Linked DNA regions of Sus scrofa: all the other regions are linked to region 1. The links are chromatin contacts, called in public promoter capture Hi-C maps. All regions are on one chromosome and are shown on one strand. The core of a region is the stretch at or near the end of the contact, and the rest is flanking DNA. Distances in the headings are between cores, read along the strand shown.

Region 1 (7,355 bases), core at 3,345-5,844:
TGCTTCTTCTCCTCCACCTGTCTCCTCTCACTTTCCCGCTTCTCTGTGGCCTCGCATTTTGCCTTCTGCTCATTCACTTGCCTCTCCAAATCTCGCTTTTCTGTCTCTAATTCTGCAATCTGAGGACAGAACCCACAGTCATCCTGGGAAGTCGCCAAGTGTACGGGGCAGTGTGAGTGCATGGATGGAGGGGACCAGGGACACAGCTGTCCAACCCAAGGCATTGCCAGGGTCTGTACTGCCACCCAGTGGGAGGTCAGGGACTGGCAGACCATGTCCAAGGGGAGACCACTCTGCCAGGACTGGGGCTGGCACTCTGGACCAAAGGGCTTACTGAGGTGATGAGAGAGCACCCCAGGGGGGGCAGAATTAGGTGCTGGCATGACAACCTGTGGCCCTGAGATCCACGGGAGAGTCAAGAGGCCCAAAAGCTCCTGGTAGACCCACTCACTTTCCTCTCCATGTCTGACTTCCCCTGTTCTGCCTGCAGCGCCTTCCTCATGCCAAACGCCACACTGCTCTCATACAGGGTCTGGTAGGCAGCGATGGTCATGCGGATCTCGTCCCGGACCCGCAGCAGCAGCAGCCCCCGCTCTGCACAGTTGATGGTGACCTCACGGATCAGCTCATCTTCCAAGGCGCGCACACACACACACACACACACACACACACACACACACATGGTGAAGTCAGAGAAAGCAGGCAGGAGGGGAAATGCAAACCACCTACTGTCAGGGGCACCAGGGTGAGTCCTTCCCACTTGGAGACAGGCTTTAGGCTTTGCCATGCAGCCACTGCCCTGAACCTGACACTTGGGAGTACAGGCCATCTGAAAGCATGGCTTGGCCAGCACAGAGGGAGACAAGAGCCCAGGTTTGTCTGCAGCTGTGGGGCCCTTCTCTTCCACCCACCATCAGGCAGAAACTGCTATTCAAAGAAACCTGACTTTTTGGAGTTCCTGTCGTGGCTCAGCAGTAATGAACCTGACTAGTACTCATGAGGGTTAAGGATCCGGTGTTGCCGTGAACTGTGGTGTAGGTCATAGACGTGGCTTGGATCTGGTGTTGCTGTGGCTGTGGCGTAGGCCAGTAGCTATAGCTCTGATTTGACCCCTAGGCTGGGAACTTTCGTATGCCACGGGTGCGGCCCTAAAAAAAAATTAAGTAAAAAAAATAAAGATGGTGGCTGTTTTAAAGCAGCTGAGCAATCCCCTGTACCCCTGGATGGACCAGACTGGGGCTGGAAACAGCAGGGTCTCCAGCCTACCCATCCATCCCCTCATAAAGGCTGACTTGGAGGGCAAACCAGAATCATACTCAGACTGAAGGCAGCCTGCTAGGCCCCCTAAGCAGCCTCAGGGTTTGGCCGCAGTTTGCACATCCAAGTGACATGGGCCAGTGAGACCAGACTGAGGGCCAGCCATCTGACACCAGCACCCCAGGAGGGTGCTCTCAAACCCCTTGTCTGTCGGCTTATTGTTGTTAAACCGCCATACAGTTGTTATCACCCTGAAAGATTCCTCTGGACCAAAGGCTGAATGTCGATAGATGGATATAAATATGGAACATTAAGTTTTTCTCTTTTTTTTTGCTTTTTAAGGCCGCAGCTGTGGCATATGGATGTTCCCAGGCTAGGGGTCAAATCGGGGCTGCAGCTGCCAGCCTACGCCACAGCAAGACCAAATCCAAGCCGCATCTGAGATCTACACCACAGCTTTACTGCAACGCTGGATCCTTAACCCAGTGAGCAAGGCCAGGAATGGAAATCCCATTCTCACGGACACTATGGTGGGTTCTTAACCCACTAAGTCACAAAGGAACTCCAAAACATTAAGTTTTTCTGATGAAAAAAAAAAAAAAAACCTGACGTAGGCTTATTTTAGAAACCTTTAAAAAAAAAAAAAAAAAGATTTGAAATTGATGTTCTTGTCTGACTCCAAACAGCTAAGGGGTGAAGAACCAGGTTTGCTAGGAATGTGGTGACTGGCAGGGGATGGGGGTCCTGAGAAGGGGAAGAGGGTGCATTTAGCAGTTCCTGGGTGGGGCAGGTCGGGATCTGTGCTGACGGGGAAGGAGGCACTAGGGGGTTGAGGACCCTCCCTCTCGGACTGCTCACCGAAACACTGGGAGTACAGCTCCCTGCGCACAGGGCAGATGCCGGTCTCCCGGGCCTGGCGCTGCTGCAGCTTCAGGTCCAACTGCTCCTGCAGGTGCACCACGTCCATCCTGGTGCTGGGGGTGCTGGACACCTGCTGGATCCATAGCTGTGTGTCCTCCACCCATTCCCTGTGGCACAGACAGAGCCGGGCTGAGTGAACCCCATCCACCAGAGAGGGTCACTGGGAGGGGAGCAGAGGTGGGCCTTTGTGTTCTCTGCTTGAGAGGAGCGAGGGGCAGCTCTGTCCCTGACCCACCAGAATCCTCCATCTCCTCCTTTTCCTTAAGGAGTGTGTGGCTCCAAAGCCACACCCACTGTGCAACCTCCAAGGGGCCCCTCCCCTGGGGCTGGGCAGTCTTCATTCTTCCAGGACCCTCTGTGAAGTCATCACCCATGTTCCAGATCTTAACCACTGACCATGGTGAGGACAGATCTATGGCGGTTGTTACTGAATGGAAGGCCCAGAGGAAATTCCCACTGACTTGACGGGGTAGGAGACACAGGGGACCATAGACCTGCGCCAGCCGGAAAGAGGTGAATGTATGTATTGCAGGCCATACCTCTATGGCCCCCCCATACTGACCAAGGATGAGCAGGTTGGGAGAAGGAAGACATTGTGATTTAGTTTGAGACATGTTAAGTTTGAGAAGTGTATTAGACATTTTCATGAAGGTAATGAGAACAGAGCAGAATATATGCGCATGGAGTTTAGGGGAGAGGACAGGGCTAGATCCAGCATATGGGCGCCATCAGCATTTAGAGCACTCTGAAAATGAGGAGATGTCTCCCCCCAACCCTCAGCATCTAGCCATCTGCAAGTTCTAGGAACTCTGGGATGCTAGGAAGAAATCCCAGCCAGAAACAGAGACAGGGTGCCTCCTCACACATTCCTAAGTTCTAGGATGCAAAAGTCTGGGCTTCCGCCCAGCCACTGCTTTTTTTTTAACCTTGGCGGCAGAATGGCATTCAAGATTTCTTCTGCCTGCTTTGTAGGATCTGGGACACAGGAAGTTGAGGGGAGCTTGGTCTTCGGTGGCTGTGGGACAGGACCTGAGGGTCCAGGCTGCTGGGGGCTGACTTTCAGTAGCCGAGCCTGAGAAGGAAGGACAAGGTGGGACAGGAGGTGATTTAGACACTCAGCTCCACACACTTTGGCAGGCTTTCACCGGGTCACTCGCATACCTCTCCCCCATTCTCAGATCACTCTTCCTCATTAGAAGTTATGTTTCAGAGCTGAAGGAGGCCATGAAGAATCTCTGGTCCCACCCCAACTCAATGCTTCTATCTCCTTGTGCAGATGTTGCTCAGGCCTTTACTTTCTTACCTTTAGAGATGGGGCCAGTCACTATCAGATCTATCCTTGTACACTACCTGGATAGGGCAGGGAGCCCCATCCATCTCTCTGTGACTTTTTTTCCCATCCTAAATCTGCCCTTAGGATCACCCAACATCTGGGCTTCTTGTACCGCTCTCCCACCCTCCTTGCCTGGTCCTAATTCCCTTTATTCCCAGTCACTGCACCCTCTGTCCCTTGGGACTCCCAATCCTCAAGGCAGGGATCTGTCATTCCCCGTGGGAGTTTCCGAGCTCCCCCATCCTGAGACTCCTCCTTACTTTGGGACTCCGTTTCTCCGTGTTGCGGCTCACCAATACCGGGGTATCATACTTGAGCAGAGAGTCGGCGGGGGGGATCATGGCGGCGGCGAGGGTAGCAGCACAGCAGCGACCCTCCTGTCAGGGCAGTGTTTGCCGTCGCCATGGAAACGTCCTTGACATCCTCATGGCCTGGGCGGGGCTTCGAGGCGGGGCGGGGCCAGCAGCTCGAGAGTTTCTTTCTGCTCAACCTTCGAGGAAAGTTCTCCTGCGTTTAGCTTGTCAAGCCTCCTGCTCACCGGGATCGCCTTAGCACTCTTGGAAGCAGGGGAAACTTGAGTTCTGGATCCCTTCGCTGCGTCCAGCTCACGGTTTGAGTAAGGCGCAGATCACTTTCGCTGATCCTGGATTTTGTCACCCGCAAATGGAATCATTTGACTCCTCAGTGAAGGCTGAGGAAGATTCCCAGAGGAAGGCATTTAAAGTTCCCAGGTTTTAAAAAGAGTTTGCCTTTAATGGAGAAATGGCGACGATTTGCCCGGCCGACGATTTGCCCGGGCTACGATCTGTGATTGCATTTCCTTCTCTTCCCCTTTCCTTCGTATTTCCAAACGTAAATGTCATCACAGTCTGCGCACAATTTTGCATCTTGCTTCTTCCATTTAACAAGTCAGACTTTTTTCCATTTGTCGTATAGTTTGTAAATACCATTGCAAATGGTGACATAATCTCTTTTCTACTGCTGGATGTGTAGTTTGTCCCCATGTTTAGTAACTAGTAATAACGCGTCAACAAACAACCTTGAGAGGAGCTTTTTCCCCCCAATTTGTTTTTGAAACCTAAAACTCCCGCCCCACAGAGTCGGGTCCCTAAGGCCCCGCCCACTCGGGATTCTGATCGCGTTATCCGCCGCGAGGGTTTCTGGGAGAGCGCGCACCCGGAAGCGGAAGTCCAGGACTCAAGTCCGTCATTTCCTTCACGGAGAGGAGCGCGACGGTCCTGTTTTTCCTTGGCTCAGCCGTTTCACAGCATGAAGGAGGTGAAGAGCGAGCGGGAGCGGGGAAGTCGGCGAAGGCACCGGGACGGGGACATGGTGGCGGCGGCGACGGTGGTGGTGAAGCAGGAGCGCCTCAGCCCGGAATCCGCGCCTCCTGTCCATCGCCGTCCGGACTCCTCCGGCGGTAGCCCTTCCCCGCTGGCCGGCGAGTCAGGCCGCCCCGGTCACCGCGGGAACCGAGCTCGAGGAGGTAGCCGGTAAGTGGGAAGCAGCCTGGGGTAGACCTGAGGTCGGGCTTTTTGAGAAAGGGGGACAGGGCTGGCACCAGGAGCACACCTTGAATGCTGAGCGCGGCAGCTTGAATTAATCCTAAGGCGATAGAAGTGACCGGTTGTGAGTGTGTTAACGTTTACTCTGATACCTGTTACTTGCGTTATACCTGGGCGTTAAACGCCTAATGCCTGATGGGCAAGTTCTTGCTCCTTCATCTCTGTGTGCTCAGCATTTCTCCGAGTATGGTCCAGCTGATGACAATGATAGTTTATGTTGAAATGAAAGATTTTTCCCACCTGCCTCCAAATGGGGTTATTTTTTCAGTTATCTGCCCCAAGAAGTTTTCATATCCTGAGCCTAGGTGATCTGTCTGATATTCTGGGGGGAAATTGTCTTTTGCGAACAATTTATTCATTCATTCGACATAGTTTTGTCGAGTACTTATTATGTGCTAAAGACCTCATAGGTTATAAAATAATGTGGAAAATAGCTATGTACAATTTTTTAAAATATAAATGTATATGTGGAATTTGAATCAAACTGTAAAATTATACACAGATAAAACTGAAATAAAGAAAATAATGGGAGTTCCCATTGTACCTCAGCAGTAACGAACTGGACTAGTATTCTTGAGGACTATGAGGATGTAGAATTCATCCCTGGCCTCGATCAGTGGGTTCAGGATCCAGCGTTGCCATAAGCTGCATTGTAGGTCGAAGATGCGGCTCTGATCCTGTGTTGCTATGGCTGTGGCGTAGGCCAGCAGCTGTGGCTCTGATTTGACCCCTAGCCTGGGAACTTCCATATGCTAAGGGTGTGGCCCTAAAAAGACAAAAAAAAAAAAAAAAAAAAAAAGGAAGAAAGAAAGAAAAAGAAAAGAAAATATGAGGCAGGCAGGCAGGCCGTCCTGGGTATTGGGGTGGAAAGAATGAGCATGATAGATGATCTCTACCCTGGTGAAACTGAGATGCTCTAGCCCTGAGACAGAATAACAAGGAAATAAAGAAAATAATTTGTTAGTAACAAGTACTAGGGATAGGTTAAGACAGTAATGTCATAGAGAGTGGAGAGAAGTGGTTCTCTGTGAAAAGTCTGCCACTTGACCTGAAACCTGATTGATAAAAATAATCCAGGCTTGTAAAGATCTAATCAGAGAAAACAAGCAGTGCAAAGATCCTGAAGTGGAATTAATTGTGTTCCTTCTAGAAAAGGAGGAGGGGAGGGGATCCGGTATAGTGAGGTGGGTAGGAATGCGGTGGGAGAGAGAAGAGGTAGAGCCTGGAGCCAGAGGACTTGCTGATTGATTGTGAGCGTGTTGGGGAGGAGCATGGGGCCTCTTGGTGGTAAGGGGGAGAAAAAAAAAGAATCTAGGATGACTTCTAGGTTTTTGGCCTGAGGAACGGATGGATAGTGGTATCAGTTACCCTGATGGCAAAGATAGGAAAGTTGAGAGGTGGGAATTTAGCCTTCTCTTATCGAAGTGAGAAGTTTCAATTGGCAGCTACATATGTGGGAGACATTCAGGGCTGAAAAAGTGAAGCTCCTGACTCCTTTAGTGTGATCAGCAGAAGCCTTCACAAATGTGATGTTTGTGTTAGTAGATAGGCCTGATACTTGAAGCTAATTTGTATGAGCGAATGAAAATTGAGATGAAATTTATGTGTACCATTCTCTGAACAGGTCCCCACCGAGAAAGAAAAATAAGTCCTCGGGGAGAAGAAGCAAGTCTCCCCGGAGTAGGAGAAGCCGAAGTCCTCACCACTCAACAGTCAAAGTGAAGCAGGTAAGCGGATTGAGATGTTTTCATACCGGCTCCATCAGAGCTGGAGTGTTGTGTGTGTGTTCACCTCTGCCTGCGGTGGGCTTTTCTAGAAACTGGCTTTTTGGGGTTTTTTTGTCTGCCTGTTTACTTCGTTAAACTAAACCTTTTATTTTGAGATAACTGTTGATTCACCTGCAGTTGTAAGAAAATAATACAGAAGTGGTTGTTTCTCCCATTGGAAGCATTTTACATAATTATAGAACTCTATTCCAACCAGAAAAAATTTTTAAGGGAAAAGTGGTTTTTGTTTTTAATTAAAGTATAGTTTAATGATAGTTCCCTCTGGTGTACAGTAGGTCCTTGTTGATTATCTATTCACAACCAAAATATTGACATCAATACAGTTAACATGCAAAACCTTTCCATCACCACAAGATCCCTCATATAGTCCTTTTGTAGTCATATTCATTTCCTTCGCACCCTTAGCCCTCAATTCCTGGCAGCTTCTCATCTCGTTTCCATTTTGTAATTTTGTCATTTCACAAATATTATGTAAATGAAATCATACAGTAT
Region 2 (7,355 bases), core at 1,931-4,430, 380 kb before region 1:
ACCAGTACATGGCAAAGCTAGAACTAGATCTATCATTCTATCTGGGACAGTCTCTGCTCTTCCCTGCCCTGAGCATTCCATTCTGCACTGAATAATCTTGATCTTTGAGGAGATACACAAACTCCTCTACTGTTTAAACTTAGGGTTGGGGAGTTCCCATTGTGGCGCAGGGGTAATGAATCCAACTAGTATCCATGAGAATGCAGGTTCAATCCCTGGCCTCACTCAGTGGGTTAAGAATCTGGCATTACCACAAGCTGCAGTATAGGTGGAAGGTGTGCCTCAGATCTCACATTGCTGTGGCTGTGGTGTAGGCTGGCAGCTGCAGCTCTGAGCAGACCTCTAGCCTGGGAACTTCCATTTGCCACGGGTACAGCCATAAAAAAATAACTTGGGTGGGATTTTTAAGTCTCCTTCCTCATCCTCTATCTGTGAAGTAATGCAAGAAATAACTCCGTCTCTCTCTCCCACCCCCCATATATATTTTTTCTTTTTTTGGTCTTTTTGGGGCTGCACCTTCAGCATAGGGAAGTTCCCAGGCTAGGGGTTGAATCGGAGCTGCAGCTCCAGAGCAATGCCAGATCCAAGCCACGTCTGTGACCTGGTGTACCAAGCTCGAAGGAACAACAGATCCTTTAACCCACTGAGTGGGGCCAGGGATCAAACCCATATCCTCATGGATACTAGTCGGATTCATTACCACTGAGCCACAATAGGAACTCCACTTAATATTTAAAATAAAACCCAGACCCTCTCCTGATAATTTTTAGTTTTAATTATTAGACAAAGGGAAGTGACAGAGCAGATGAAGAAAACTCAAGGGTTAAAAGAGCAAGAACATGAGGCAGAAATCTTCTTTTCTTTTTTTTTTTTGCTTTTCTTTTTTTTTTTTTTTTTTTTTTTGCTTCGCAGCATATGAAGGTTCTGGGCTAGGGGTCCAATCAGAGCTATAGCTGCCACCTACACCACAGCTCATGGCAACACCAGATCCTTAACCCACTGAGCAAGGCCAGGGATCGAACCCGCAACCTCATGGTTCTTAGTCAGATCCATCTCTGCTGCACCACGATGGGAACGCCTGAGGAAAAATCTTGAAATTTGTCATGTCCACTCGAATGTACACCTACATTACAGAAGGCATTGAATCTGAAATAGTTCACATAATTACACATACTCCACCCAAACCAACTACCTTCCCCACTGCCTCAGTGAGGGATGTACAGGATAAAGTTCAAACTTTACCCAAATAGGAAGTGCTCTTATCAATGTGTTTACCAACTTTTCCAGCATGGCCTTCTCACCTCTCCCACAAAGACCCTCTATTCCTACTCAGACAGGGCCACATCACGCTCTCGGCCAGATTTAAAAGTCCTCCATCTTCGCTACGAATCCAAATCAACTATTTGCCACTGTGCCTTTGGACACACTATTCAACCTCTTCAAGCATCAGATTCCTCATTGGTAAAATGAGGATAACATCCACCTCGCAGGAATGCTGTAGGATTATAAGAGATAATCCTGGTACAGCATGTTGGGCTGCACCTAGCATACAGTCAGTGCTCAAAAAGTGACAGCTATTATCACTGCCTTCCAAGTTTCACTGTAATGCTTTCTCTAATCATCTCTCCTCTTTCTACTCATGTTCCTCATTGGGCGTTTTTTGTTTTTTTCTCTTTTCTTAAAAATTATTTTTCTTTCTTTCTTTTTTTTTTCTCATCAGGCATTGTTTATATAAAGCTGCTGCTTTATCCAACTTTTAGTAGCCTCTGGATTCAAAACACTTGGTCTGATTCCTGGCTTTGCCAATTGCCAGCTACAGCTGTATGTCTTTGGGCAAATTTCTTAACCTGAGTCTTAGCTTCCCCATTGCAAATATAAAAAAAAATAGTACCTACTTCCACACACACTTGAAAGCTAAATGTGATTAGAAAAGCAAAGCATTTTGCACTTTGGCTCCCACACACAGTAAGCACTTCTAGGTGTTTTTACTTTTAGATAGGTCCACACATAGGTGCAAAGAAGTTGGCAAATTACACTACTCCCAGCACACCGCTGAGCACACAGCAAGTGCACAACAAATGTCGGATAAATACGATAAAGCAGTAAGATGGAACTGTGGTTGGGAGGCCTTACTTCCATTCCACTCATCAGTGGTACAACTTTAGACATATCCTTCTCTCTCTCTTCCCCATCTTATAAAATGAAGTTGGACCAGATACCCTACAGACCTTTCTGAATTGGATATTGTGTGATTCCTGAGAGCACTAGAATAAATTGATTCTGCATATACTAAGCAAATTTCTACTCAACCCTCCCACACAGGCACATCCACCAAAGACGTCCTACAACTCTTTACTAGGCCTGAATTTGGTGTTTCTGATCGGGCAAATCAGTTTCACTCTTTGGACCTCAGTTTATTCATCTGTGTAACGGGGATGAAAAACACCAACACTACATGGTGAGACAGAAACAAAAAGCGTATGTGATAAATCTTCATTGACCCCAAGGCCCAGGCATGATGATGGTATCACATTAAGAACACCAATCTCAGAGTTCCCTGATGGCTCAGCAAATTAAAGATGGGGTGTTGTCACTGCTACGGCACAGGTTCCATACGTGGCCCGGGAACTTCCGGAAGCGGGGCGGAAGGCCGGAAAAAAAGGAAGAAGAAAAAAAAAAACCAATTCTGCACACGCAGTGGGCACAGCTGAGCATCTTTAGATGTGGGCACTTACTGTGTGAACTTTGACCTCAGCTTCCCCGGAAAAAAAAAAGCACTTTACAAACAGCATCTCATTTAACTACTTCATTGAAAACTCGCAAGATAGCTTTGATTATCCCCAAAGTATGAGGACAGCCGCGTTCTTCCTAGAGAGAACTACAACCTCCTCCTCCTCCTCTCTCCTCTCCGAACCGCGAGCCTCGAACCACGAGCCTCGGTCCCAGCTACGCCAGCGTCATTAGCATATATTTGCAGGTATTTACACGTAGCATCTCTGCATAGAAAAGGCCAAGACCCACAGGTAAAACGGAGTAGGTTTGCGACGAGGATAGCACACGGGCCCACAGGCCAGCGCTAGTGGGGACTATGCGGTCCTACCTGGCTTCGCTCTCGGTGTTCCCGCTGCCGGGATTTAGCCGCCTTCCGAAAAGCCGCCGCCATGTCGGCTCGCTTCTGGAACAGCGCAGTAGGCAACACAGGTTCCTCACCGGATCAGCCGCCGTTTCTACAGATCCTACCGGAAATAGGCCAAGCCGCCGGCGGCTTAGGACCGCCTACTTCTTCTCGGCAGCGTATCCAGAGCCTGCCCTTCAGGAAGTACGTCATGGAGCAAAGGCGCCCTCCCCAAGCTGTTTCTGGGAAGTGTAGTTCCTTAGGTCTAGTCTCATAACTCTACGACAGCCAGTTTGGTTCGCCAGACCTTGGTCCACGTGTACTGGACTTCACACTCGGTTGTGGGTCGGTACCTGGAAACAAGCGGCAGGCACTGCCCTAGGGCCGAGCTGGACCTGTGTGCGCCTGCTCAGTCTCATACGCCTCTTCATTTGACGTATTTACGCGGTGCGTTTAAAGCTAGGACCCCCATGAATTTTCCCCGTGTACCAGAGAAAGCTTTCTACAAGGAGACAGCGACCTTAAAGTCATGTCTGGCTCTGCCAGTTACTGGCTATGTGACTTTGGACAGGTCGCTTGACTTTAATGAACATCGTTTTTCTCATCTATAAAGCAAGGATAATAATAGCATGCACTGCTTGCCTCATAGGGCGGTCAAAGAGCTCATAGTTGAACGAAGGAGTCATATCATGGCATTAATTACAGAGTTCTAAGTCTCTCACACCCTCAAGGTGTGGCTGACAGAATGAGTGTCAGAGGCAGTACCATGTAATGATTAGGACCATAAACCACGGAGGTGTGTTCTGATCCTAACTGTTAGCAGCCAAAACAAAGTTAGCTTCACTGAACCTTATCTCCCATCTGTAAAATGGAGGTAATAATACTATACTACAGGATTGTTGTGAGAATAAAATGTTTAAATGTTTAAAGTCCTTAATACTCTGTTCGCCCATTAGTAAGTTCACAATTTATTGGACCTATTATTGTTATTATTGTTGTAATACTAAACATACTTGTAAGGATAGATAGAGAGTTGGGCACAGCGGAGCATTCCAGGGGCATTTGGCTTCTTTTCCACCATGTGAAGTTAACCTTTAGCAAGTTCTGTAATTGCATCTGCGTCTTTTTTATTTTATTTGTTTATTTATTTATTTTTGCTTTTTAGGGCTGCATCCATGGCATATGGAATTTCTCAGGCTAGAGGTCCAATCCAAGCTACAGCTGCCAGCCTACACCACAGCCACAGCAATGCTGTAGGATCCAAGCTGCATCTGTGACCTACACCACAGCTCAGAGCAACACCGGATACTTAACCCACTGAGCAAGGTCAGGGATTGAACATGTGTCCTCATGGATACTAGTCCAGTTCGTTACCGCTAAGCTACAACGGGAACTCTGCACCTGTGTCTCTTGACAGGGCTCAACCCTGCAGCTGAAGAACTCTGGGGAAATCCTTTTCTCAGTCCCCAGAGGTGCAAATCCAGTAAACCAGTGGGCATGTAAAAGCTGAAAGTCGGTGAGATCTGCTGTGGAAGAAGTTTTTCCTGCTTCTCAATCTGAGCCTTGCCCAACTAGGACCAAACACAGTAACAAAATTGCATCTCATTTGTTACTTAACCATTAAAAGACAAGAACCTTCATGATCTGGCCCACGCCCACCTTTCCAACCTCATCTCTTTTAAGAAGCCCAGGAGTTCTCCTATGCTGCAGCAGGTTAAGGATCCGGCATTCTCATTGCAGCAGCTCGTGTTGCTACTGTGGTGTGGGTTCAGTCCTGGCCTGGGAACTTACATATGTCACAGGTGTGGCCCCAAAAAATAAATTAATTAATAGGAAGCCCAGCCATCAGACAGAGTGCCCAGATGGCAGCCCCAGTAGCTCCTGCCACTTCCCCTGATGAAGGCATGCAGTGGTGAGCACACCCAGGAGAAGGCAGCTGTGCCCTGGAAGGGAAAGGAGGGGGTCCTCCAGTCAGCCACAGATTTGAATTGCACATCCACCGCCTATCAGCTTGTGATTTAGGGCCACACTGTCAAACCTTCTGAGCCCCATATCCTACTCTGTAAAATAGCAATAATATAATAAGCATTTCTTACGGCTTTTGTGAGAACTGAGGGAAGGAATGACTGTTACTTAGCATTGTACCATGCATGTAGCTGGCATTTAACCATAGGTGGAGTTCCTGTCGTGGCGCAGTGATTAATGAATCCGACTAGGAACCGTGAGGTTGCAGGTTCGATCCCTGGTCTTGCTCAGTGGGTTAAGGATCCGGCATTGCCATGAGCTGTGGTGTAGGTCGCAGACGCGGCTCGGAACCTGCATTGCTGTGGCTCTGGCGTAGGCCGGTGCCTACAGCTCCGATTAGACCTCTAGCCTGGGAACCTCCATATGCCGTGGGAGTGGCCCAAGAAAATGGCAAAAAGATGAAAAAAACCCAAAACCATAGGTTATTTTCCCTCTACCATTCCTCCCCACACTCTGTAGAAGTCACTCACTTAACATCTGCACCCACAGACCCAATGCCAGGCTTGGGCTCACAAGGAAAGTGCTTCTGGGCAATCTGAAAGAGGGTGTCTGCTTAGCCAGGAGGACTGCAGGGGCTGTATTCAGCCCAGTGGATAAGAGTGAGCAATACACCCAGAGAAAGAAGGAAGTTTTCTCACTGGGGGGAGGGGGAGGACTTGTGGTTACAAGCATCAGGAGTGATTCAGCACCCAGAGGAAACCACGAGAGGCCTGCCAGCCTTCAGTCACCCAGGGCCTCCTTTTGAAAACACTGCCAAAGTGAAAGAAGAGCTGGGAGACCCCAAGCAAGCCCCCTTCCACCACAAGATAAGGAACAGGAATGGTAGATGGAGACCTCCAGGGTGGGTGAAGGGACAACCAGATCCTACTCATCCAAAGCCAGTTGGCCAGCACTCAGGCTCTGCTTCCAGCCCCAGCTCAGACACACCTGTTCCCTGGAGCAGGGAGGAGGACTGATGGGGAACAGGAACAGGGAGTCCATGAGGCTGATCCCTAGATGTCCCTGGGGCACGTCCACCTGGGCCAACGGAAATAGAGCAAGCAGGGAAATGTGAGCCCATTAGGGAGCTGGAAATGGGGAGGGGAAAGGATCCAGCCCCTGCCATTCGCCAGTCTCTCTCTCAGTCTGGGCTGACTCAGAAATCTCCTAACCTTCCCGGGGCCCCAAGACTCCAAGTCCAAGAAGCGAAACCTCAAAACCTCAACACTTGACCAGGAAAGAGAGTATTTAGTGGTGGTGATGGAGGGCATCCTACATACAGAATAGCCTCTCTGTGCTTTCATCTGATCCTCATAAAAATGCTGTGTGCCAGGGAGTCCACCCCCTTTTTTTGCTTTTTCTTTTTTTTTGCTTTTTTGCTTTTTAGGGCCGCACTCGAGGCATATGGAGGTTCCCAGGCTAGGGGGAGCTGCAACTGCTGGCCTACGCCACAGCCACAGCAATGCAGGATCTGAGCCCTGTCTGCAACCTACACCACAGCTCACGGCAATGCGGCAATGCCGGATCCTTAACCTACTGAGCAAGGCCAGGTATTGAACCCGCATTCTAATGGATCCTAGTAGGGTTCGTTAACCACTGAGCCACGAAGGGAACTCCCGGGAGTCCACCACTCTTAGCAGATGAGAGACTGAGGCTTTAAGAGGTTAACTGACTACAGAGGCTCTAGAGCCTAAAGATGAAGCACTTTTTTTAGCATAAGGAGCCTTGACATTTGATTGTCTGGATTTGAATCCAGGCTTTGCTATTATTAGCTGTATCACCCTTGGCAGCTACTTACTTTCTCTGTGTCTCCATGTTCTCATCCTCAAAATAAGGATAAAAATACATATTTCACAAAGTTGATGGATAATCAAGTGCATTAATATATGCAAAGTACTTAGAGTCTGGTGCAAAGTAAAAACTCAGGGAATATTGGCTCTTTGTGAGTAAAACCAGAGACCAGCCCCTCCAACTCTGCCTTTGGTCCAGCACCTTCCTTATTCAGTCATAACCCCTTCCTTTCTGAAGGCTGTTGACCTTTGCCCTCCCCTCAGCCCAGAGCAAACCCCTTCTTTTTTATTTTTTTGCTTTTTAAGGCCGCATTCACAACATATGGAAGTTCCCAGGCTGGGAGTCAAATCAAAGCTACAGCTGCCAGCCTACACAGCCACCACAGCCACTGCAACAAGGGATCCCCGACTCACTGAGGGAGGCCAGGAATCAAACCCACATCCTC
Region 3 (7,355 bases), core at 1,773-4,272, 360 kb before region 1:
AAAAACCATACGGTGTCCGTTGGGGAAGCGGCAAGTAATTTCATTTGGAGGAAGTGCCAAGAGACTAAAATGGCAGGCAGAGGCCAGGTCAAGAAAAGCCAGACGCCAAGTTAAACAGAACTCACCCTGCGGGTAAAGCAGCCAGTGGAAATGTTTAAGCAGGGCGGTGAGATGATCACTCCGCTGCAGGCTGCAGCGTGAATAATTGATTGGAGCGGCAAGATAATCAGGCTGCTTAGGAGGCCAGTGCAGCGGTCCAGGTGAGCGATAACTGAGGCAGGTGGCAGCAGGAGTGGAAAAGACAGGACTTGGTGACTTATTTGAAGGAATGGGGAAGGAGAAGGTTTTAGTGGAAGGAAGGCATCAGGTAAATGGTGTTGCTTAGGTGGTCCACCCACCTAAGAGAAAAGAGATGCACAGGTACAATGTGATATTGATTTCAAGAAAAACATTTTTCAGATTTAACATCTCAGAAACCCAGACACAGCATATAATCAACCGTGTGACATGATTTAATTAACAATTTTTTCTTTCTTAGTGGAATGTCAAATAATGGTGGGGTTAACATTCGATAGCATTTCACGTTGGAGGAAATACGGTAGATCCCAAGCTTTATCCCCACTCCCCCACTCCACCTCTTCCTTTCCCAGAAAGATACGCACACAGTCTTTGCAATCCAGAACAGGAATTTTTGGGGTCCCCCTCCTTTTTGAGGGCCGCTGTATAATGGAGGTTCCCAGGCTAGGAGTGGAATCGGAGCTGTGGCTGCACCGCAGCCATAGTCACGCTGGATCTGAACAACACGAGAGAGGCCAGGGATTGAACCTGGGCCCTCACAGATACTAGTTTGTTGGTTAACCATTGAGCCAGGAGGGGAACTCCCCTCAAGGGAAATTTTTTTACCTTCTTCCTAGGAAAAGATTCCTAGGTTTTTCCAGGAAAACGAAAGCTCTAGAGAGTAGTTGTGCCCGGGGCGGGGGGGGGGGGGGGGGGGGGGGGGGGGGAAGGGGGGCACTCTCTCTAAGGTTGAGGTCTTGCTTAAATTTCAGACATCATATAATCCTCTCAAGACCCCATGAGCAGGCAGGACAAAAGTCATTATCTTTATGTTGTTTTTAAAACTAATAAACAAAAAGCAAAGCATGCTTATTGCAGAAAACTTGGAGAATGCTGAAAAGCAGAGACAGTAAATCACTAATAACTCCTTGATATAACCCCCTAGTTCTTTTTTATTAAGCAGGCATGTACACCTATGTATTTTCATTTTTTAGTTATTAATGTTTTTGTTTTTCTTTTGCGTTTTAGAGCCATACCCTCGGCATATGGAGGTCCCCGGGCCAGGGGTCCAGAAGGAGCTGTAGCCTTGGCCTACACCAGAGCCATGGCAACTTGGGATCCAAGCTGCGTCTGTGACTACACCATAGCTCACGGCAACGCCGGATCCCTAGTCCACTGAATGAGGCCAGGGATCAAATCCCACAACCTCCTGGTTCCTAGCCAGATTCGTTTCCACTGGGCCACGACGGGAACTCCTCTAGGTTTTTTCATTTTTCGTGACCATCTTTCCATCTGAGTTCACACAGATTTTTTTTTTTTTTTTTTTTTGCTTTTTAGGGCCCGCACTGTATGGAAGTTCCCAGGCTAGGGGTTGTATCTGAGCTGCATCTGCAATCTACGCCACAGCTCACAGCACCACCAGATCCCAGACCCACTGAGTGAGGCCAGGGATCAAACCCACATCCTTATGGATACTAGTCAGAATTGTTTCTGCTGCTCCACAACAGGAACTCCCCCAACAGAATTTTTAAACAGCTTCTACTGAGGTAGAAGTTACATACCATAAAATTCACCCAAGTTAAGTGTACAATTCAATTAATTTTAGGAAATTTATCACAGCTGTGCAACTATCACCACAATCCAATTTTAGAACATTTTTATCATCCCCCAAAAGATTTCCTGTGTCTTTTGCAGTTGCTTCCTGTCTCACCTCCAGCAGCAGGAAACCACTCGTTTACTGTGTATAGATATGCCATCTGGACATAAGCTATGTCACTTTTTGTGTCTGGCTTCTTTCACTTAGTGTGATGTTTTCATGGTTCGTCCATATCTCAGCATTCCTTTATTGCTGAATAATATTCCATTATATGGACACATCACATTTGGTTTGCCCATTTACCAGTTAATGGATTTGTGAGTTGCATCCTGTTTCTGTCTATAATGAATATCACTGCTATGAACATCTGAACATATGGACTTGTTTTCATTTCTCTACCTAGAAGTGGACATATGGACTTGCTTCACTTTTTTTTTTTTTAAAGCCGAATAGCATTTTGCTTCTTGGATGTACCATATTTTATTTAACCAGCCCCCTGCTGATCGACAATTAGGATGCTTCCACATATGCAGAAAGAAAGAAAAAGGAAGGAAGGCAAAGAAAAGGAAAGGAGGAGTTCCCGTCGTGGCGCAGTGGAAACGAATCCACCTAAGAACCATGAGGTAGTGGGTTCAATCCCTGGCGTTTTTCAGTGGGTTAAGGATCTGGCGTTGTGGTGAGCTGTGGTATAGGTCGCAGAAGCATCTGGGATCCTGCGTTGCTGTGGCTAAGGTGTAGGCCGGCAGCTGTAGCTCTGATTGGACCCCTAGCCTGGAACCCTCCATATGCTGCAAGTGCGGCCCTAAAAAGCAAAAAAAAAAAGAAAAAAAGAAAAAAAACCCTGCTCTCATCCCCATTTTACTGACAAGGACACGGAGGTCCCGAGAAGAGAAAAACTTTGTCAAAGGTCACACAAAGAGCTGGAGACTCAAGTTCCGGTTCCCTACTCCCATCCATACGCTTCAACCACTCATCCAGTTTCCTACCCTCTCGGCCTCAGGAGGCCCCGGAAAACCAGGTCAGATCCCTTGAAGCCAGGGTGTTGGTGGATATCTGCCTGCCCCCTAGAGGCACCTGGAAACCGTTGGGCATCGCGCAACACACCCCCGGCCAGCAGGGGGCACTGCAGCCGTGTCCCGAGCACTGATTGGGTCTCCCGCGGTGCTCACTTTTCGTCGAGTCTTCGAAGCACTTCCGGCAGCCGCGGAACTTTGGTGCAGCCGGACGCGCGGCTCGGCGACGCGGGCGCGCAAGGCGGCAGAAGTCGTTTCCGGCCGTTTCGGTGGTCCGCCTTGCGGCTCGGGAGGAGGGACGATGGAGACGATTCTGGAGCAACAGCGGCGCTATCATGAGGAGAAGGAACGGCTTATGGACGTCATGGCTAAAGAGATGCTCACCAAGAAGTCCACGGTGAGTGGGGCCTGGGCAGGGGTACCCCTGAAACTGGGCCCCTTGCCCGTGTTTAACCTCAGAGAGCCCCAGACCTGCTCCGCGCCCGCCCCCTCCCCGGACTCGCTCCCGAAACTCTCGCCTTGGTAACATTCTCCCCGGGCCCTGCGCCCAGAGGCCTCTCGGCTTGGGCCGCTAAGACCTGAGCGGGTAAGCTCCGCCCTCGGGCGCCCGTCCTAACTCCAGAACAACGACTAACGGCGTCCTTGTCACCGTTTGCCTTTCTTCAGCTCCGGGACCAGATCAATTCTGACCACCGCACACGGGCCATGCAAGATGTGAGTGCCCTGCTGTTCGCTTCTCTTTGGGTCGTGATGGACTGGAAGAGGGAGGAGGGGGGACACGGGTGTCAACAGGAGCCCTGGCCACAGGTAACCAGATTGGCCAGTCGAGGGTTTGTATGCCTGCCAAATGTCCACACGCTGCCAAACCTGAGGGTGCTTAACTGCCCTTGCTCACTTCTTTGAATGGGAAACTCATTCATTATTCATTACCGGGGAAGATGCCTCTTTAAAGCCTCCTCTGTCCAGTGGATGACCAAAGAGTAGTTATAGTGATTCAAACTCAGACGGTACTCTGCCTTCTCCCCCAAAGAGAATGCTGTGTATTAGTGTTTTCCTCTCAGAACACTGTATTGAAATATTTTTTGCTTACCAGGCTGCATTTTTCTAGTAATAGTTCCATTTTTTTTTAGAAAGAGTCAAAACTAAAATGTTGGTACGTATTAAAACTGAGTGGTAGGTAAGTGGAGGTTCATTATACTGTGCTTTCTAGCTCTGTTTTTGCGTGTTTGAAACCTATTTAGAAAGGGAAAAAAGATCTAATCAGAATTTCTAGTTTGGAGGACATAATTAATATTATAAGCCCTAGTCCCTTAGCTAAATTCCCAAAAGCAAAGTACTCCAAAAACAAAAGGTTATTTGTTCTTTTAATTACTTGGTGGCAAAAATCTGACTTGATATGAACAGATGAGAGACCTTTTTATTGTCTTTATCCCATTGAATAAATAGTGCATAAATTTCACTGCAGAACTATTAATGTGTGTTCCAGATTCCACTAGGTATATTATATATAGTGCCTTCCTGAAATTAAAAACTTCAAATTCTGAAACAAATCTGGTCCTGAAAGCTTTGGAGAAGAGACTGTGTACTTGTTCCATCCTGAGTTTGAATCTGGAGGAGACTGTGTGATGTTTTATTTAGCATGTGCACTCCTCAGTTAAGCTTTTTTTTTTTTTTTTTTTTTTTTTTTTTGTCTTTTTAGGGCCACACACGCGGCACATGGTGGTTCCCAGGCTAGGGCTCACATCGGAGCTGTAGCCGCCAGCCATTACCACAGCCACAGCCACACCAGATTCGAGCTATGTCTGTGACCTACACCACAGCTCACGGCAACGCCCGATCCTTAACCCACTGATTGAGGCCAGGGATCGAACCTGCATCCACATGGATCCTAGTCAGATTATTTTTCCGCTGAGCCATGACAGGAACTCCTCAGACAAGCTTTTTGAAATAATGGAAAACATCTTTGACTATCCGTTTATCTTTGAGGGTCTTAGGTGGGAACTGCTTTGTATCAGAGTGACTTCCTTATATGGTTCACTTTTAGATCTTCTAGGGAGAGTTAAATATGGGAACTCTGCCACCCCTCAAATCACATCACTTAGGTAATCTTCAAAATAACCTGTTTGAAAAACTGACTAGGAACCAATGCTGTGTATTATAGATCCCAGAAAGCACAAGAACTTTTCTTTTTTGGGGGGAGCCGCACCTATGGCATATGGAGATTCTCAGGCTAGGGGTCGAATTGGAGCTGTAGCCACTGGCCTATGCCACAGCCACAGCAATACCCGATCTAAGCCGCGTCTTCCACCTAATCACAGCTCACGGCAACACTGGATCCTTGACCCACTGAGCGAGGCCAGGGATCGAACCTGCATCCTCATGGATGCTAGTCAGATTCGTTTCCATTAAGCCACAACAGGAACTCCTGACAAGAACTTTTTTTTTTTTTTTTTTCCTGACAAGAACTTTTAAAGCACATCTCTTAAGGTTTCCTTGGGCTTTGACTAGAAAGCCCTTTTTGGTTGCTTGGGTCTAAATTGTACAGATTGCTTCATTCTGATGGGTTTGTGTTTGCCTTTCAGAGGTATATGGAAGTCAGTGGGAACCTGAGGGATTTGTATGATGATAAGGATGGGTAAGTGACAGTCAGCCAATCCAGAAATTATTCCTCCTGAGGAGCTGTCACTAGAGGACTGATTTTGTGTTCCATGTTCTATGGATTTTTTCTGAAATTGCAGGTTACGGAAGGAGGAGCTCAATGCCATTTCAGGACCCAACGAGTTTGCTGAATTCTATAATAGACTCAAGCAGATAAAGGAATTCCACCGGAAACACCCAAACGAGGTATGACCTTGGGAAGTATTTTCCCCAAACCTGTCCAAAGAGCATACTAAAGAGAAAGATAGGAGGAAAAGAGACTTGTGCCACTCATGTGTCCCTTCAAAAAAGAACGTGCCATTTAACTGCAGGGAGCATAACTAGCTGACATACTACAACTCCAGTGCTTTCAGATTCTCCCTAGGTTTAAGCTAAGGCCATTCTCTTCTTAGGCAGTCCCCAGCCAGAGACCGAGCACAGAGGCAGGTACCATGGCCTGGTTATTTCTGCCCAACGTGAGACTCTTCTAATGAGGAATATTTGCTCCAGAGCTCCCCATTGTGCTGAATCAGAGGGTAGCTGTCTGCATCATGGTCTAGGATCTCCCCGCCCAGTCCTGCTCTCCTTTTTGTCTTTCATGGGTAATAACCCCCAAAAAACTGCTTATGCTCTTAACTCTGTCTTGAAATCCGCTGCCCAGATGATCCAACTGGCACAAAGAGGCTTTTCTCATTCCAGTAATCATTACACCTTCACTATTCAGCCCAGAGGCCAACTCTTTCATGAAAATTCTTTCCTAGTCTACCCCATCCCTCAGTTAGTCTTTCCTTACTTTATGATCCTTTCATGTTTTGTGACAGTGAGTGTCTGCCACACTATATTGTAAAATCATGAAGAGCGGGGATTACATCTCAGTTATCAAGAACCCGTTAAGCATTTGCAGAGCTGACCAAAGCTTGGCTGTAGGAGAAGTGGAGAGGGATGAGTCTGTGATTACTCTGAGCTTTCATGACTCTAACAGAAATGTTGTTTGTTCCCTTTATGGAAATAAGGAAGAAGAAGGTAACCTATTTGCACTGGAGAATGAGTTTTTATATATATAGATTATCAGGTGTTACAACATCTAAGTAGAAGTGTGCCATAGGCAGTTGAAGTTGGGTGCCTGAGGCTTGAAAATTACATCACATGGACTTGATGGTTGTAGCCGCGAATCAGAGTTTTGGGAGGGGGAAACGATGTGAAGGGAGCCTGTCAGCTTCTGCGTGCTTTGGGGCACATTCAGAATAATGTATTTAGCAAAGGAGGAGCCTGAGAGGCCTTCCGTCATAGGTCACATGGCAGCTCCAGGTAACATCATACTCTTAGCAAACGAGTTTCAGAAAGGCAGTCACTGATATCAGCTGTTGTTGATTGGTAACCACCAGAGTCGTGCTCTGCTGAAGTAGTGAGAATGGAAATCTGGTCACGGGCGCAGGTGGATAATGGAGAAATAGTAGTGTGCCGTGTTTAACATGCATTTGAAAGATTGGCAGATAGGAGTTCCTGTCGTGGCTCAGTGGTTCACGAATCCGACTAGGAACCATGAGGTTTCGGGTTTGATCCCTGGCCTTGCTCAGTGGGTTAAGGATCCGGCGTTGCTATGGCTGTGGAGTAAGGCCAGCGGCTACAGCTCCGATTAGACCCCTAGCCTGGGAACCTCCATGTGCCTCGGGAGCGGCCCTAGAAAAGGCAAAAAGGAAAAAAAAAAAGAAGGAAAGATTGGCAGATAAAAGGAGAGGAGAAGCAGAAGGACCCTAAGGAAGATAGGGAAGGCATACGCATTTAAAAAGGTAGATGGAGAAATGAAGAGACCGAAAACATCAGGAGAGACT
Region 4 (7,355 bases), core at 1,808-4,307, 270 kb before region 1:
CAGTAGTGCTCCTGCCAGAATTTTCTCACAAGGTCTTCTCTCGTGTTATCTCACTGATTTCCTTATCTTGCCTTTTTCTACACTTTATTTTACTCTAAATACACTGGTCCTCACCCCCTTAAGTCCAGCCCTCTCATATTTAAGACCAAGCTAAAATGTTTTCTGTACCTTTAATTCTTTTGAGAAAGTGCAGTTAGAAGTTTGACCCCTAAGTTCATATAGTACTTGATCTGTGTTTCTCTTTTGGCCCTTGTGCCAAGTGCAAGGATCAAGGTTTTCTGTGCATAGTTTTACTCATGTATTTGGATCATGTATTCAGTCCCTGGAATACAGATACTTGGCGAATGAATGAATGAAAAGACAAACCCCACTTCTTGCTCTTTTAGGTCATCACTACTCTCCCCGCATGCCACAGAAATGTCTTCACCTACCTGATGGCGTTTTTGCAAGAACTGCTGAAAAATTCAGCAAGAAATCATTTGGATGGTAATATTCTAGGTAAGCTGCCAAATGTGTGTGGAAAGCATATCTGCAAACAAGGGACTCATTATGAGAAAATAGTTGAGGAAGGGCCCTAGTCCACTGCAGTAGAACTGAAATCTCAAGCTGTGGGCCAGGATTACCCTCAGATAGATTTTTCTTTTTTCTTTGGCCACTCTCATAGCATGCGGACCTTCCTGGGCCAGGGATCAAACCTGTGCCACAGCCCCAACTCAAGCTGCTGCAGTGACAATGCCAGGTCCTTAACCTACTGCATCACAGCAGGAACTCCTCAAATAGTTGTTTTTTGGTTTTTGTCTTTTTAGGGCTGCAGGCACGGCATATGAAAAGTTCCCAGGCTAGGGGTCAAATCAGAGCTGCAGCTCCAGGCCTGCACCACAGCCATAGCAATGCCAGATCTGAGCCACATCTGTGACCTAAGCCATAAGCTCTCAGCAACGCTGGATCCTAAATCTACTGAGTGAGGCCAGGGATCGAACCTATGTCCTCATGGATACTGGTTGGGTTCATTACTGCTGAGCCACAATGAGAACGCCCTCAAATAGCTTTTTTAAGGTAGAAAATACTGCTTTGGAGCGCCCCTCCTCACTCCTAAAAACACGAGAATAAGTAGTACTTCTTTTGCTGAACCATTTGTTTTCTGTGTTTTTCATGCAGCTAGCATATTTGGTAGCTTGCTGCTTCGAAGCCCAGCTGGTCACCAAAAGCTTGAAACGGCAGAGAAGAAGAAGGCTCAAGAATTTATTCACCAGTTCCTCTGCAACTCACCCTGAGCCTCTTCATCTCCTCTCCTATTCTGCCTGGGGCAGCCAGTTACCAGCACCCCCTGTTTGAGCTCAAGAGCTGCCTTGAGAGGATGTGAACCCCCTTAGACGCAAAAGTGGCAGCTGCCTGTTTCTCGAGCCCAGACCGCCCTCCCCACCATGGCTGTCACTCTTGGTGCTGCTGCAAGTTGTGAAGACACGGGGGGAAATCCACCACAATAAAACTGACATACATTGTTCAACTTTAGTAATGTAACAGATAGATCTCTATTTTTTTTTTTTTAATGTTTAAACAACTGTACTTCATGTGCTCACTCTGCCTGCCTCCAGGGCATACAGTGCCTTCCCTGTAGCTTGGGCCCAGCTCCTCACAATCAGATAGCTGAACAAACTTTGGAGTCTGGAAGGATAAATGAGTTGGACACAGGAATGCAAACGGAAGCTGCTGAATAAACAGGTCACAGCCACACCAGATGCCTCCAGCACTCTGTCTGAGGACATGTGTGTATGCATATGCAAACCCTACCCCACTTCCAACTCAAATGTGGCTCACCTCTGGAGCTGGCCACTAAGCCTTTGAGGCCAATACAGTGGCGTGAAAATGAAAATACTGAAGAAATTGTTGTTCTGGTGAAACAAGTGGAATTTTCTGGCCAACGAATCCTCCAAACTGTATATAATGCATTCCCTCTCTCACATGTGTAATATATTTTAATGATAAATATATTTTTAACAGTGGTGTTTGTTTTTATCTTTTAAGAGGTGGCAGCTCTCAGCAGGTGGAAGTTTGTGGCTTAAGCACTGGGACAGCTGGTCAGGGGCCAGAGAGATATTTGCCTGGCAGTCTGGTGTTAATAGCCACTATTCACATTTTTCAAGCAAGAGAGTACAGGCATGGCTGCAACCCCTTGACCCCTAATCTAGTGTCTAAGGGTTGTCCCACTCTGAATATCCTAGAGAAGTAGCTTAAAAAATAGGCAGTGGCTGCTGAGAAGTTCTGACAGCTACATCTTCCAGGCATTTACAAGTCAGGAGCCGAGTGAAACCTCTTCTTGGAACACCACTACTTACTGTTCCTTGGGAGTGCAAAGTGATTTAGATGTGGGCCAGTAGGATGACAATGTGAAAGGGAATGGCCAGTAGGTGGCGCTGCCTTAGCCTGAGCGCGAGTACCCTGGAAGTCGACAGTCTCTTCAGGGAAAAAAGTTGGAACAAACGGTCTGGACAGGTGGGTGAGGAGGGAGTTGGGCGTCTTAGAGCATGTGAGACGGGGAAGAGGTGGAGGCATCCTCTGGCCAGCCTTGGAATACTCATTTCTGCCTTTGGGGTCCAATCTAATTTTCTTGGGCTCTTCTGCCCATATTAACTTTATTAGGTGAGGAGGGGAAGCTGGGGCCATAGTAGGAGAAATGAGGAATATCACAATTTTACAGGCTTTCCCCTTGCGGTCCCGGCTGGAATTCGGCGGCTGTGGTCCTTCTCGTTGCATTTGTGGCTACCAGGGTGAGGGCAGCGCAAACTGGGTTGAGGTTACTTTGGATTAGTGGTTGGATTAGCGTCCGGTGCCTCTGGAGCGGATCCTCGACTCCGTGAGGAGAGCGGACAAGGCGAGCCTAAGCCCGCGCGGGACAAACACGCTCCGCGAGGTCTCCGCGATGCCCTGCCCCGCCTCTCCCGCTCGCCAATTGGAGGCTCGAGCTCAGCCCCCACACCAGCTAAACCAACCAGAAGCGCCAGGGAGAGGCGGAGCCCATATCTGCTCCTTCCTCCGGAAAGCGGAAGCGGAAGTGACGTTCGGGGAAGGTGGGGGCAATCATGGTGCCGCTGGGGAGGGGAGAAGCTGCTGCCGCCGCCGCTGTTGCCGGGAGCCGCGGAGGTAAAAGGCGAAATTAGACGCGGCCTGGGCTGGGGACTTCCTGGGGGGCGCGGGACTTAGGCTCCCTCCTGAAGCATTTCCCAGTAGGGACCCCAGTCCGGTCACCATAGGGACCCCACCCCTCCTCCGTTTCCATGGGGATGGGTATCCAGCCCCCCTCCCCTGTTTCCATGGAGATCCGGACCCTGCCCCTCTCCGTCCGGCTTGGAGCCCCCCAGCCTGTCTTCGGGTTTTTCCGTGTAGCCCCGGACTGGGGGTTATCCCAGACAGGTTCCTTTTCCCAGCCTCCTCTCAAGGGTGCTTCGTTTGTACTTCTCGTTTGCTACCTTCGAATCTCCTGGTCTTGTTTGTTCCGGACAGTTGGTCTCCGCGTTGCCGCCTGTGGTGCCGGGTCAGCCCAGTGGGGCCCCCGGTACTCTTATCTCTCCTCTCAGATGCAGCGAAATGTGCATCTACCGGGTTGCGTAAGCCAGAGCAAGGGGTCGGGCCGGTTCCTCCCGGATCAGATCCCTTGGCCTGTCTCTGGTAACTACTACTCTGTTTAGCTGCCCTACAGCGTTAAAGGTTCACTTTAATCCAGAGCAGAAGAGAAAGCTAAAGTGCAAAGCCAGACTGAAAACTAAAAGTGATGTGCTAAATATTTTAAAATTCACTCCTCAGTCTCCCAAAGCTACATTTGTAGAACCTGTGTGTTTGCAGGTAAAAGAAGAGTCACTATAAATAAGACTCATCATTCCCTCATTGTAGAAAGGACACTATAAAGCATAGTTACTAGTGGACACCAGATTGTTTTAGGAGAGAAATATATAAAGTGATCTTCACTAGATATGCCTGATTAGGGATCAGCCCCTCTACCCATCTGTTCTTGGAAGGAGGGAACAAATTCACACTTGAGTCCTCCAAGGTTGTCAGACATTGTGCCTTGACATACATAATCTCTTTTACTCTGAACAACAATTTCTTGAGAATAGGAATTACCAGTCTCACCTTACTTGTGAGAAAAACTGAGGCACAGAACATTTACCCCAGTAGTAGTAAGTAGTAGAGCTGGGATTTGTGGGTAGGTGACTCTGCCTCCAAAGCCCTGACTATTCCACCCTAGACTTACTGTCTCATGGTCTGATTTGGGGGATATTTGGGGGGAGTGTCCTTTCTTGAAGATTTATAGCAACTCAGCCTTGAAGCACTTTGCCCTTATTTCCCCTAAAGTTTTTTGGTGTTTTTTTGTTTAGTTTTTTTTGGGGGGGGGCGGTGGCCATACCCACAGCGTGGGGAAGTTACTGGAGCAGGGATCAGACCTGAGCCACAGCAGTGACAACACTGAATCCTTAACTGTTAGGCCACCGGGGAACTCCCTCTTTAAGTATTTTGACCAACCTTCAAAGTGTTTGGCAATACGGCATATTTGGAAGGTCTCATGAATTGCTACTTATTCCTTCCATTAACTTTTTTTTTTTTTTTTTTTGTCTTTTCCAGGCCCGCACCCATGGCATATGGAGGTTCCCAGGCTAGGGGTCTAATTGGAGCTGTAGCCGCCGGCCTACGCCACAGCCATAGCAACACAGAATCGGAGCCAAGTCTGCGACCTACACCATAGCTCACAGCAATGCCGGATCCTTAACCCACTGCATGAAGCCAGAGATCGAACCCTCATCCTCATGGTTCTTAGTTGGATTCGTTAACCACTGAGCCACGACGGGAACTCCCCATTTTTAATTTTTTTAATTAATTTATTTTTTTGCTGCACAGTATGTGGAAAGTTCCCGGGGCAGGGAACAAACCTACATCATAGCTGTGACCAGAGGCGCAGCAGTGACATTGCTAGATCCTTAACCTGCCATGCCACAAGGGAACTCCTTCCATTTTTTTTAGAAGACATTCTTTTTCTTCAAGATAACTTGATGGGTTTAAATTTAGACTTAAAAAAAAATTATTCCCAAGGAAGATGTTTTTCATTTCAAGATGTTTGGCCTGCTCTTGAAATGAGAGGAAAAAAAGCCCTGTGATTGCTGAGGAGGTCCCTGGTCCTGTGCTATGACTCCTAACTTTGGCTTTGTTCTATTGCAGACAGGTCACTACCTTTCCATTTCTCACAATTGGGCTGAGCACAATTGAACCATGGGGGAACACAGTCCAGACAACAGCATCAGCTATTTTGAGGCAGAGGAAGATGAGCTGACCCCCGATGACAAGATGCTCAGGTTTGTGGATAAGAACGGACTGGTGCCTTCCTCATCTGGAACTGTTTATGATAGGACAACTGTTCTCATTGAGCAGGACCCTGGCACTTTGGAGGATGACGATGATGATGGACAGTGTGGAGAACACTTGCCTTTTCTAGTAGGGGGTGAAGAGGGCTTTCACCTAATAGATCATGAAGCAATGTCCCAGGGTTACGTGCAACACATCATTTCACCAGATCAGATTCATTTAACAATAAACCCTGGTTCCACGCCCATGCCAAGAAATATCGAAGGTGCAACCCTCACTCTGCAGTCGGAATGTCCAGAAACGAAACGCAAAGAAGTAAGTATAGCGGCGGGTGAGGGCCCAGTTTGGCTTTGGGGAAAGTCTTTACATGAGTCTTTCTGGCAGTTTCAGCTGGGGAGTGTAGGGGGTCCCTGGAATTGGGACCTGCAGTGGCTTTCCTTACTGTATATGCCTCACGTCTTGTTGTGACTGCTTTCTGGAACTTTTGGTGTGTACGGCCACATTGAAATTTGGGAAAAGTAAATTACCATTTTTTCAGAATGTCCTCCCCAAATCATAAATAAAATAGAAAATTCACTCTGGTAAATCCATGTTTCTGATGTGAAAGTAATAGAACTTGGCCTCTCTCTGGGTTGTGTGAAAATGATTTGTTTTGGAGAGATGAGTATTTGCTGGAATGTGCTTTATTTGTGAACGCTTAATGGATAATGAAGGCTGGCTTTCTTTTGTAAGAAAATGAGGCAAGAGACAGTAAACCAGGAGTTCCCTTGTGGCACAGAGGGTTAAGGAGCTGGCATTGTCACTGAAGTGGCTTCGATCACTACTGTGGTGCAGGTTTGATCCCTAGCCTGGAACTTCCACATGCTGTGGGCACATCCACCCTCCGCCCCCCAAAAAAGAGAGACAGTCAGTGAGAGCAGCTTATCTAAATAAGCTTTCATGCTCATATTTAGCTAATGTGAGTAAGGTAACACTTATTACAATGCTTTGAACACTGTAAAGTGTTGTACAAATTGTACTAGTGGTGATAATTAGCAGGAGTTAACAATGTAGTTTAATCTGAGGGCTAATTGCAAGTCAGCTGGAAAAAAGCGGATCCCTGCTAATTGCATTGCCAGGGACTAAATGTAAGATTTTCCAAACAGCCATTGTTTAGCAAAATATTTTTCTCTTTTGTTGTAATTAAGGTCTTGAAACTGGAGAATTTTATGATTTATGGCATGTGTGTTTTCCTTTGCTAGGCTTAGAATCTCAGAGCTGAAAGGAACCCTAGCAAGACCATGCTGTCTTACCTCCCACCTCAACAGGCATTGCTGTATAGCCTCTCTGACACCAGTTCCTCTGATCTCTGCTTGAATATTTTCATAATGATGAGAGCACAGTGTTTCACAGTTCAGCCTAATACATTTGTTGGCCAGCTCTGATTGTTAGAAAGCTCTTACTCATGCGGAGCCAAAATCTGCCTTCCTGCAGCTACTGCCCACTGGTTCTAGTTCTTCCTCTCTGAACAGTGAGCTAAACCTTCCTCCGCCAGGACAACCCATCAGGTAGTTAAGATCAGAGGCTTCTCTACATCTTCTCCTGTGCAGGCTAAACACCTCCATTTACTTAAATGTCTCTAATCTTGGGATGTTTTTCCCCTAGTTTCTCATCAGCCTGGTCACCTTTGATTGTACACGTTCCAGTTTTCCAAAGTCCTTAAAATTCGTAATTGAGCACGGTCTCACAAGTGTGAGTCAGCTAGCACTGAATACCGTGCAATTCTTATCTCTTAATCTGGACACTGTCCTACAATTACTGTATGATCTGTATTTTATTAGCAATGATATCTTACTGTTAGCCTGCACTTGGAAATCCCTAGAATAGTGTCTTTTCACTGGGGCTAGTTTTGTCCCCCAGGAGATACTTGGCAATGTCTGGAGACGTTTTTGGTTGTCACACTCTGGAAGTGCTCCTGGAATCTAGTGGGTAGAGCACGAAGAGCCTGTTAAACATCCCGCAGT

What was found. Promoter capture Hi-C pulls out the DNA fragments that hold promoters and counts their contacts.
Region 2: a contact with region 1 is called in a promoter capture Hi-C map of liver, with 4 times the contacts expected there. The contact joins the promoter of UTP11 here to the promoter of DNALI1 in region 1. A contact is called at or near these places in 1 of 5 promoter capture datasets (liver), 1 of 47 Hi-C or Micro-C datasets (liver) and 1 of 2 datasets of contacts at active chromatin or transcription factors (alveolar macrophages).
Region 3: a contact with region 1 is called in a promoter capture Hi-C map of liver, with 3 times the contacts expected there. The contact joins the promoter of SF3A3 here to the promoter of DNALI1 in region 1. A contact is called at or near these places in 1 of 5 promoter capture datasets (liver) and 1 of 2 datasets of contacts at active chromatin or transcription factors (alveolar macrophages).
Region 4: a contact with region 1 is called in a promoter capture Hi-C map of liver, with 5 times the contacts expected there. The contact joins the promoter of MTF1 here to the promoter of DNALI1 in region 1. A contact is called at or near these places in 2 of 5 promoter capture datasets (fetal liver and liver), 13 of 47 Hi-C or Micro-C datasets (alveolar macrophages, blood, embryonic fibroblasts and 8 more) and 1 of 2 datasets of contacts at active chromatin or transcription factors (alveolar macrophages).

Annotation. Positions count from the first base shown.
Region 1 is chr6:93,609,502-93,616,856 of Sscrofa11.1, reverse strand. It overlaps DNALI1 (axonemal dynein light intermediate polypeptide 1), which reads right to left and starts at 4,594. Exons shown (of 7, transcript XM_003361926.3): 1 at 3,888-4,594; 2 at 3,772-3,886; 3 at 3,105-3,250; 4 at 2,116-2,285; 5 at 452-630; 6 at 1-119. The coding sequence starts at 3,916. It overlaps SNIP1 (smad nuclear-interacting protein 1), which reads left to right and starts at 4,688. Exons shown (of 4, transcript XM_021095969.1): 1 at 4,688-5,004; 2 at 6,701-6,803. The coding sequence starts at 4,781.
Region 2 is chr6:93,989,511-93,996,865 of Sscrofa11.1, reverse strand. It overlaps UTP11 (UTP11, small subunit processome component homolog (S. cerevisiae)), which reads right to left and starts at 3,180. Exons shown (of 8, transcript NM_001244742.1): 1 at 3,101-3,180. The coding sequence starts at 3,163.
Region 3 is chr6:93,971,991-93,979,345 of Sscrofa11.1, reverse strand. SF3A3 (splicing factor 3A subunit 3) reads left to right here and starts at 3,022. Exons shown (of 17, transcript XM_003127795.2): 1 at 3,022-3,283; 2 at 3,553-3,600; 3 at 5,469-5,521; 4 at 5,625-5,730. The coding sequence starts at 3,188.
Region 4 is chr6:93,880,106-93,887,460 of Sscrofa11.1, reverse strand. It overlaps MTF1 (metal regulatory transcription factor 1), which reads left to right and starts at 3,057. Exons shown (of 11, transcript NM_001243544.1): 1 at 3,057-3,141; 2 at 5,209-5,667. The coding sequence starts at 5,260. INPP5B (type II inositol 1,4,5-trisphosphate 5-phosphatase) reads left to right here. Exons shown (of 25, transcript XM_021095974.1): 24 at 387-498; 25 at 1,159-1,990. The coding sequence ends at 1,274.